2 separate regions of the Gasterosteus aculeatus genome follow, and region 1 is linked to region 2. Evidence: chromatin contacts called from public Hi-C data. All regions are on one chromosome and are shown on one strand. Each heading gives the region's core, a stretch centred on a gene start, on an enhancer-like site or on the middle of the called end of the contact. The rest is flanking DNA. Distances are from core to core; before and after follow the strand shown. Region 1 overlaps LOC120809067 (unconventional myosin-IXAa). Region 2 holds the start of psma4 (proteasome 20S subunit alpha 4).

Region 1 (5,262 bases), core at 1,269-3,768, 71 kb after region 2:
ATGGATTTAAAATCATCACGTGCAAATGTGAACATCATAGTCCTGATATTTTTAAAGCATCTATACTAAAGCATCCCACTCGAGTAACTATCTAAAATACCATTTAAAACGGTATCGTAATACGGTTGATTCTCATTTTCATCTAATTTTAATAATTATCTTGATGCTTATAATGACATATGTCACCTTTAGGAGGAACAAGAACGTCAAAACCAAGCCGAGCCTCCCAAAGGTGAGACACGACGCGGCATCGTACTGTCACGGCGACCGCCTCCTCAGAAGCGGATATCAGAGTTGGATCAATGCTTCATGTCGGCTTTGTTTTTGTCTTTTTGTCGACGCAGCACTTGCTGGACGTGAAGTCTCTGCGCTACCTGAGCAGCGTGACGCTCCACGACCGCATCACCAAGTCCCTGCTCCACCTGCACAAGAAGAAGAAGCCGCCCAGCATCAGCGCCCAGTTCCAGGTCAGTGCCGCCCCCTGCTGGCGCACCAGTGCGCTGCAGCCACACTTGAGTGAACAAACAGTGTTTTATAGAGGGGAATATTTAAATTAGAGTAAATGTATGAAGTCACGAACAATGGAAGTGCTCCAGTACCTCGACCCATATGTCGTTTTTTTCTCTTCATCCGCTGCATTTCCCTGTATAATAACTGAGGACGCTGTGACCCTGGTGTGTGTCCCTGTGTGCAGGCGTCCCTCAACAAGCTGATGGAGACCCTCGACCAGTCAGAGCCGTACTTTGTCAAATGCATTCGCTCCAACGCAGAGAAGGTGACTTTTCTGCTGCAGCCGAGGCGTTGCTTCAGCTTTCTTTTTCAGTGCTGATTTCGGTTTGTTTTACTCTCTCTTCCACCTCTGTGTCCATCAGCTGCCGCTGCGTTTCAGCGACAGCCTGGTGCTGCGGCAGCTCAGGTACACGGGCATGCTGGAGACGGTCCGGATCCGACAGTCAGGGTACAGCATCAAGTACACCTTCCAGGTAATCCTCTCCTGTTAGTCTCTTTGAAGGCATCGTTTGTTATCTTCATGTGTGTTTATGATTTATTATATTCTTGTTTTTATAGCTACGTCTTTCGAGTGAAATCCTTCTGTTCTTTTTATTTACTGCTAAATAGCTCTGAACATACACACAATCTCTTTCTACTTGATATTGAAGAGCAGATCACATAGAATAAACTTGTCAAGCTCCTTGTACCTAAAATCCTCTCTTCACCATGTTGCAGGACTTTGTGCGTCACTTTCACGTGCTGCTGCCCCGAGACACGAGCGCCACCAAGTCGGGCATCAGGGAGTTCTTCAGGCGGATCCACCTGCCGCCCGCCGGCTACCAAGTGGGCAACACCATGGTACGCCGCCTGGAACGCCGTCCGCTCTCCCTGTGCCGGTGTTCTGGTGGAGCGCGCCGCGTCTCATCTCCAGTGTTCCCCGTGTGTCGCAGGTGTTCCTGCGGGAGGCGGAGCGCCAGCGTCTACAGGCCCTCCTCCACCAGGAGGTCCTGCGCCGCATCGTCACGCTGCAGCGCCGCTTCAGGGCCGTGCTGGAGAGGAAGCGCTTCGTGGACGTGAGGCGAGCTACCTTCGTCATCCAGGTGAGGCAATTCCACAATTTCACTTTACTTACCGATACCTGAAGTAGCTTTCAAGACAACGCAGGAAATCAGATGTTTCAACGGGTCAGAAAGAAGGATGAAAACATTCCGTCCTCCTGCAGCGGTGGTGGCGGGTCCGCCTCCTCAGGCAGTCCTCCGTGGACTCGGCGGATGAGGAGGAGGCGGCGGTGTGCCTGCAGGCGGCCTGGAGGAGCTACAGGGAGCGCAGGAGGTTCCTGGAGCGGCGGGACTCCGCCGTGGTCCTGCAGCGGAGCTGGAGGAGGCGCTGCCGACGCAGGTGTGAGGCGGCTGTCACGGTGCAGGCGGCGTGGAGGGGCTTCAGGGAGAGGAGCCGCTACTCCCGGACGTGCGGAGCCGTGACGCGGCTGCAGGCCATGGCCAGGGGGCACATGGCTCGGCTCAGGTGAGCCAAAGTCATCTCACAACACCTTCGGTCGATGAAGTCACATCTCAATTCTGTTCAGCTCATCGATTTTTGATTTTCATTCCTTCTTGGTTCACTCTTAAATATCATCATATATATGTATATTTCTTTCAGGTTCAGGGAGGTGAAGGAGCAGTGCAGAAGACTAAGTCCACCAGCAGAGACTGACACAGGAGACGTGGAGGACCTCGCCTCATCAGGACAGGAGGCTGATGCCCAGGACGTCTCTGTGGACGCCCCCGAGGACTCTGCGTCCGCTGCGTTAGATTCGGGGGAGACGGAAAGAGAAGAAGACTCTGAGCGAAGCCGGAGCACCGACGAGCCGAGCCACAGGAACCGGTCGAAGCGAGCGAGCAGGCGCATGAGAGAGCTGGAGCAGGCCCAGTTCAGCCTGGAGCTTCTCAAGGTCCGGACCACAAGCGTCCAAGAAGACTCGGCCCCGGGCGGCGACTCCTGTCAGCTGGGAGACCCCCACGGACACTCGCCCTGGGGGTCCCCAGCGAGTCGCGGCAGTCTTGAACTGCTGGATGTGGAAGACATGGAGGCCGACGGCTCGGGAGGTTTCGGTTCCAAGCCGACCGACCCCCGAGAACGACCCCGGGCGCCGGGCGTCCAGCTGAGCTCTACTGAGAGGCCGGCGACGGAGCCCCGGGCCACGTTCTACATCGCCTCGGACCAAAGTCCGGCACACCAACCAACGGCAAAACCCCACAGGGAGAGGCGAGAGTCCACGACCCGGAGGCCCGTAGTGGTGTTGATCTCCATGCAGAAGGAGAGCCCCGTGGAGGAGAGGGAGGAGCCGCTGGCGGCCCTAACCCTAGAAGGGGGAGCATCGTCAACCGGTTCCCAAGCGACCCGGGGCGAGGCCTCGGAGGTGGTGCCGGAGGTGGAACAGCCTCCTGGGACCGCCACCCAGGCGGAGGGCGATGCACCCGGGACGGATCCGCCTCCAACTGCCAGCGACCCGAGTCTGGAATCGGGGCTGTGCTCCTCGGAGGTGGACATCCAGATCGTGCCGGGGCCAAAGGACGACGTCCCCGCTGTCCCCCCCGGCCAGCGGGAGAGGAAGGCGGTCCGGCCCCAGCAGGAGGCTCCCAGTCCGGTCCTGGACACGAAACCCCCGAAGGCTACGAGGAAGAGCTCAGCCCAAACTGTCATCGTGAACATGGTGGAGAAACCCCCCAACACCGTGTTCTCCCCCCCCAGGCGCAAGCTGCCCTTCTCCAAGTAAGTGGACCCTTTGAGTGACTGAAGCTCTGGCAGTTAAATCTACTTTTAGAACCTCTCGGAGGTTCTCAACAAAGAGGTTATAGAGGTAATTATTTGTTTTGAAATCCAGAAAAAGAGCCTCATATTTATATGAATGTGAAATATTGTAAATATTTATTGCCCCCTGAATAGAGCAGCATTGCTTTATGCTTATTTTGAAAAAGAGAAATGTTTGGGCAATCGTGCAAACTCCTCCTGCAAAAGTATTTTTGTGTTCTGCCAGTAAAAGTACTAAACATTTTAGTACTTTTTCAAACTTCCGATGTCTGTTTATTTGTGCGCTAGGTCGGATAAGGATCTGGTGAACCAGGAAAGATCTTTGGCCATGTTCAGGGACGACTCTAAATCAGGATCCAGAAGCAGAGAGGTCGGGCAAACACACACATACGCACACAAACACACGTTGGATTCGATAAGAACATTGTGTGCATTTTCAAGAAAATCACAATGTATGAAGTGTGATTATGTATTGCATTATAATTGAGAATCTTAGTACTTTTTGTAATTTATGCTAAAATGTACCACGTAACAGGCGTATTAGGACTCTTGTACGCATCAAGTCTTACACACACACACACACACACATCAGCGGCTGACCTGATGTTCCTGTGGTTGCCTGGAAGCAGGTGGGCCGCCCCGGCCCTAAAAAGAAAGCGCGAATGTCCCGGACGCGCTCCGACTTCCTCACCCGCTGTAACTCCGAGGGGGCGACCCAGTCGGACGACGATGACGAATACTACATCCCCGTCCACTCCCGTACCCTGCCCCCCTCCCCCCCTTCCCTAAACGCCCACCCCGAGGCCGACTGTCACAGCGACCCCGACATGGTAAAGCATTGGATCTCCGCGGGTCCCCCAACCTCCGAGCGATCGACTGTTTCCTGTCTACTCGGGGCGCCCTCCTTCCGTCGCTGCAGCCTACCTCTCAGGGGGCGGCGTCCTCGAAGGCAAGGGGAGGAGCCTCTAACACCGCTAACCCTCATCTTTGCCCTTCTGTCCACTGCTGTTTGACTAGTCGGCTGCAGTCCGCCGTTTGTTCACCTCACTCAGACGGACCGTCACCACGGCCGGTCTGTAGTCAGTGATGTTCTGTAGTCAGTAGACGATCAGTGGATGGTCTGTAGTCAGTGGATGGTCTGTAGTCAGTGGATGGTCTGTAGTCAGTGGAGAGTCTGTATTTAGTAGATGATCTGTATTCAGTAGATGGTCTGTATTCAGTAGATGGTCTGTATTTAGTGAATGGTCTGTAGTCAGTGGATGGTCTGTGGTCAGTAGATGATCTGTAGACAGTGCATGGTCTGTAGTCAGTGGATAGTCTGTAGTCAGTGGATGGTCTGTATTTTGTGGATAGTCTGTATTTAGTAGATGGTCTGTATTCAGTTGATGGTCTGTATTTAGTGGATGGTCTATAGTTAGTGGATGGTCTATAGTCAGTGGATAGTCTATAGTCAGTGGATAGTCTGTAGTCAGTGGATGGTCTGTATTTAGTGGATAGTCTGTATTTAGTAGATGGTCTGTATTCAGTAGATGGTCTGTATTCAGTAGATGGTCTGTATTTAGTGGATGGTCTGTAGTCAGTGGATGGTCTATAGTGAGTGGATGGTCTGTAGTCAGTGGAGAGTCTGTATTTAGTAGATGATCTGTATTCAGTAGATGGTCTGTATTCAGTAGATGGTCTGTATTTAGTGAATGGTCTGTAGTCAGTGGATGGTCTGTGGTCAGTAGATGATCTGTAGACAGTGCATGGTCTGTAGTCAGTGGATAGTCTGTAGTCAGTGGATGGTCTGTATTTTGTGGATAGTCTGTATTTAGTAGATGGTCTGTATTCAGTTGATGGTCTGTATTTAGTGGATGGTCTATAGTTAGTGGATGGTCTATAGTCAGTGGATAGTCTATAGTCAGTGGATAGTCTGTAGTCAGTGGATGGTCTGTATTTAGTGGATAGTCTGTATTTAGT
Region 2 (4,787 bases), core at 664-3,163:
CGGCTTTTACAAATAAAGTACAAGGAGATTTTGGAGCGATCGCTTCTCCTGCCAAAAAGCCAGAAACTCAAACTGACAAAAGATTGCATAGATCAACCCAACAGCTGGTTTCATCTGGATGAACCACTGGTCTGTTGCTCTGTACCTCCAAACTGCGTGTAGGCCTGTTTGATGTCGCACAACACCGTGACCAGCTGCTCGCAGGGCATCGGCTCCTGGTACTGCAGCAGGTACCTGCAGCAGCAACACAGACCATCGCAAGTCCATCCAGATTTGTATTTTGTCCCACGGCAGCGACCGCGTGCCCGACTGGAGCTTACCTCTGTGCGATAAGCCTCAGCTCGTTGATCAATACGTTGGCGTCTGATGTGATTCCCGCCACACTGCACGCAATGTCTCTGCAAGGAAACGTGAGACCATTGCGAAGAGATTGCTCGTTTTTTTTCTGATGGGAATTTGATCATATGATTAGAACGATCACAAGCTAATTAATGAAAGCTGTTGACGAATCAGATCTATAAACTGAAAAAAAACGTCCGCACAGAACACCTTTTACTTCATAAAAATCAACTCACTCGTTCAGCTTGTAGATTTTCTCTGAGAAAAACACTTCGTCCAGCAGCTTGTGAATGTTCCTCCTCTCGGCCGCCAGCAGCACTCCGTCATTGGCTAAAATCCCCAGGCAGGTGCCGGCGTGGCCGATGGCCTCCATGGCGTACTCGACCTGATACAGACGCCCTGGCAATCCCACACAGCGTCGTCAACACCAGGATGCAACCACAGAACAGGAAGGGGCGAGAGATAGAAATAAACCAGGGGCGTTCGCTCCGGGCTTCAACTAAGACGGATGTGAGCGCGTCGAGGACTTGTAACTTGCAGCGGTCCATCGGTCGCTTTAGTCAAGAGCTCTTACCCTCCGGCGAGAAGATGGTGGTTCTAGAATCATATCGACGAGACTGAAAGGAAACAGAAAACACATGACAGCTAATTGGAACAAAATGTACTTGATTATTAGATATTATTTTGTTGGGACCACTTCAGGGACAAGGGACTATGTTTTCTTTTATAAACATCTTATGTGCTCAATTATAACACACGGCTGTAACTGCAAACAGTTCTGTGGGGCTTTGGCGAGCAGAATAGAATTCAATTAAACCTGCTTGATGACGAAATGACTCCTTAGGACCACCAGTATGAAATGTATTTTAGTAACTAGAAGAATTAGAATTGATATCTGATAACCGTGAAATTCAATCGATTTAGTTTGTTTCAGAGTTTAAATCCTCGAGATGTTTTTTTTAATCCTCCCAAGGAAAAGCATCCCAACATTAAAGGGAGGAAGAATCGGAGCATCATTGAACAATAACCATCATCATACAGAGTACAGTTAACTCACCATGTTTGTAGATGTTTCACTGTGAAAACAAAACAACGGTTGTGACGGTGTGAACGAAGGCAGTGAACATTAGTGGAGCTAACAGCTAAGCAGCTAGCTTTCAGTGAACAACATTTACAGATGTGCTTGGTCATCTACGGCTTGTTGTGGAAGCGAAAGAGACCAAACTAAAAGTCGCTAACGTCAGTAGTGTTTAACGACTACCAGGAAACAAGTGTTATAGTTTTTCATTTCCATAATATTTCAAATTGTTCAAGTTTACGCTAATACTAACACTAATAACTAACATTTACAGTCCTAAAAATGGCTCATTTTTCGCTTAACGTTGACTGTTAACACGAATGGGGACAAATCAACAGAATTGCTTTGACACTTAAAAGAGATTAATTGCAATAGTGTTTTGATATCATTTTTTTTTCGTATCAATTTGTGAAAATATAAATGCTTACCGCTTAAAGAGCTTTCTGTGGGGCGCGTTTATATGACATCACAGAAGTTGTGATGACGCCATAAAGCCGCGCAATTCAATTAATTCATTCAGGAACAATTGTAAATACATGTTCAAGAGAACAAACCAAGTGACGAGATTTCATAGTTTTCCGTTTGTTAAAGATGTAATTCTAGATATTTTTAACGGTTAAAGGTTTTTTGTTGTCATTGTTATACAACAAAATTCCGTTTGGTAGCCCTAAATCAGCCAGTAGCAGCAAACAACATAAACAATGTACAAGATGAAGATACACAAAAGATATAAAATCAGTGAAACATTATTAAAGATAAAAATGCAAAAAAACAATAAAAGGAATACAACCGTTACTGAAGTTTAAAGATATCAATAAAATTAATATAAAATGTGTGTGTTTGTTTGATAGCGCAAATAGAGGGATAAAGTGTCATGTGTTGCATTGTGGTAAATACGGGACAGGATGTTTTTATATTTTGTAGTTTGCATTCAAATTCAATAAATTCTTGCTAAACTAAATGGGTTATACAATTCATAACTCAATTCCTGGTTCAAATAGATGTAAGTTATGATCCTTACATCTTACATTGCCCTTTATTTTCTTCACATCACTTGAGAGTATTTGTGTAATACATCCGTTCACCGCTGGGGGGCCCCCTCAGCTTGACTGTGTGGTAAATCTGAGACCCATTTAAAACATAACTACACGAAATGATTTAGTTCTGTCTGGGGATTACTTTATCACTCTGTATCACTCTACTTTATGGTCACTATCTTTCAGTGACCATCTTCAGCGTGAAAGCCCTTAAAGCTGCTGAGTCAGGAGTTTGTCTGTAAGGGGGCGGTGCTGTAGCTGATGCTTGACCTCTGACCTCTCTGGTTATATGGTTCTAATTGATGACACATGAACAGTCATCTCTTCTGTCAGCCAGGTAGTCACCTGAGTTTCTCTTTACATAACACATTTCCTCACAATAGACATTTTAACAATTCACATGAATACTTAACACAGTCACATGATAAGAATTAGTCTACTAATGGATAGCCTTACTGAAAAAAAACTAGTTTGAGCTTTTCTCCATAAATTATAAATATATATATAATACATATATAAAAATGTTGCCACAGCCTGGCAGCTTACCTTGAGATTATCAAGAATAACCACATCCTCACATTGTTGTCTCAGAGGATTGGCGCAGTGAAGTACAGAGTTACAGCTGCGTCGTCTCAATAAACAAGGCTGCACTGTTTATTCAGCGATGAGGACTGTGCAGCGTTTTTCGATTTGTTGGATCTGGATCTCTGAACATCCAGAGTTTATAACTCCTTCACCATATTTATCTTTTAGAGGCCCCTGACGCAGGTCTCACATTGTCCTCACTACAGACTTCATTTCTACATTTGAGCTGAACCCAAAACATCTTTTCTACGACTTAATCGCACACCATTTTGAGGAATTGGCTTGTGGTGGTTGTGATCCGTCCAGTCTCTCCTGCCCACTGCTTTGGCATCACTAAAGTAGCTTATGTTGGTTTAATCCTTATTAAACTGTTGTAGGACAGTTTAAAGGGATTTTTATTGGCCCCTATAAAACTTATCGTGGTGGCAAAAGGTGCCGGACAGCCAGGTGAAATATAGATGGAGACGCAGATGAAACAAGCCTTCACACACACACACACACACACACACACACACACACACACACACACACACACACACACACACACACACACACACACTCGTCATACCGCATAACTCACTCTTTCACTTTCACATCTAGAATTTTGCCAACTTGAAAATACCAAGAAAATATCAAAACTCAAGAATACAACATACACTTAAGTTAGGTTAATCTATTGGTTCCCCAGTGTAAAAACAACATACTGTACATCCTTCAATGTTTTGTTCCTCTTTGTCCTAAACCATTAAAAAAGTATTGATTGTCTTTAGATAGTCGCCGGACCATAAACCTCCACCAGCCTGTGCACATCATTTCTATCATTCATAAATCACATTGTATTGAAGCGTCACAAACTCATGCCACAGCAGCTGAAGCTGTTGTGCTCTTAAAAGGTTAGATATGGGTACTTAGTTCACGGGGGCCGTTTTTAAGGAATTGGCCTTCTAGTTCATTTCTTGTGTTCCTTCACTAAAAAAATTTGCTTTCAAGATTCAGGTTCAAATGAAAACAAGAGGGACAAGCCTCTACTTGGTGTTTTTAATCTGGGGAAAAAACCCGTTGTCTATGTGTGTTACTTCCCACATCACTGTGCTCAGTGGACGTGGTTTTTTAATTCTTTTTGTTTTAAATGAGTCACAACGTCGGCAGCTTCACCTCGAGACATCGTTGGGAAACCGAGACACTAAACAAAACTACAAAGGGGTTTTGAAATGGTGTCACATCCAAGGAATCATTGCTGGGAACTGAGACAGGTATCAGAACAACGGTGTGTCATCTCAGGTAGTGCGTGAGAATCTGTTTCTCAATCCCAGAAAAAAATAAGATTTATTGAGTTGGTTATATTGTTTTCATTGGGGACAAAGGCGGTGTGAGAGCAGTTTAGGGGCTTAAGCACATGAGGTCAAGTCCCCCCGTAACAGAAAAGTCTTTTAAAGGATTGTCTTATTTTTATTGGGTTGAGTCATGCTGTCTGCGGAATTCAAAGATCTAATAGCTGCCCACACACTCAAATATCTCTTTACTATAATTAGTGCCGGATTAAGTTGTTATTTGAGTAGGAAATTACACACCGTAAATAAAGAGTCACCGCCTTATTGCCCGAGTTAATTACGTTTTTGTCAGAAAAGGAATAATATTTTTGAAATGCTGACTAAAAATAGTAACATCTAACCCTAACTCTCAGCAAGAAACCAAGTGTAGTTCCCAAATATGATACTTTTTCTTGGTGTTTTTGTAGTCTGGTGTAC

The links. A called contact is a pair of places that touch in the nucleus more often than the background predicts.
Region 1: a contact with region 2 is called in a Hi-C map of tail fin, with 5 times the contacts expected there. The contact joins the enhancer-like site here to the promoter of psma4 in region 2. A contact is called at or near these places in 5 of 6 Hi-C or Micro-C datasets (blood and trunk muscle, skeletal muscle, tail fin and 1 more).

What each region holds. Positions count from the first base shown.
Region 1 is chrX:17,498,478-17,503,739 of fGasAcu3.hap1.1, forward strand. It overlaps LOC120809067 (unconventional myosin-IXAa), which reads left to right. Exons shown (of 42, transcript XM_078083196.1): 18 at 193-232; 19 at 345-467; 20 at 695-775; 21 at 873-983; 22 at 1,228-1,350; 23 at 1,443-1,592; 24 at 1,715-2,016; 25 at 2,152-3,264; 26 at 3,592-3,673. Among protein-coding and RNA genes, the nearest start is that of LOC144382942, 14 kb to the right of the region's middle. Within about 2 kb of position 2,519, at least 1 of the 9 cell types and tissues checked has open chromatin away from gene starts, as enhancers often do.
Region 2 is chrX:17,428,335-17,433,121 of fGasAcu3.hap1.1, forward strand. psma4 (proteasome 20S subunit alpha 4) reads right to left here and starts at 1,914. Exons shown (of 9, transcript XM_040163742.2): 1 at 1,846-1,914; 2 at 1,397-1,415; 3 at 914-956; 4 at 576-738; 5 at 321-398; 6 at 146-234. The coding sequence starts at 1,399.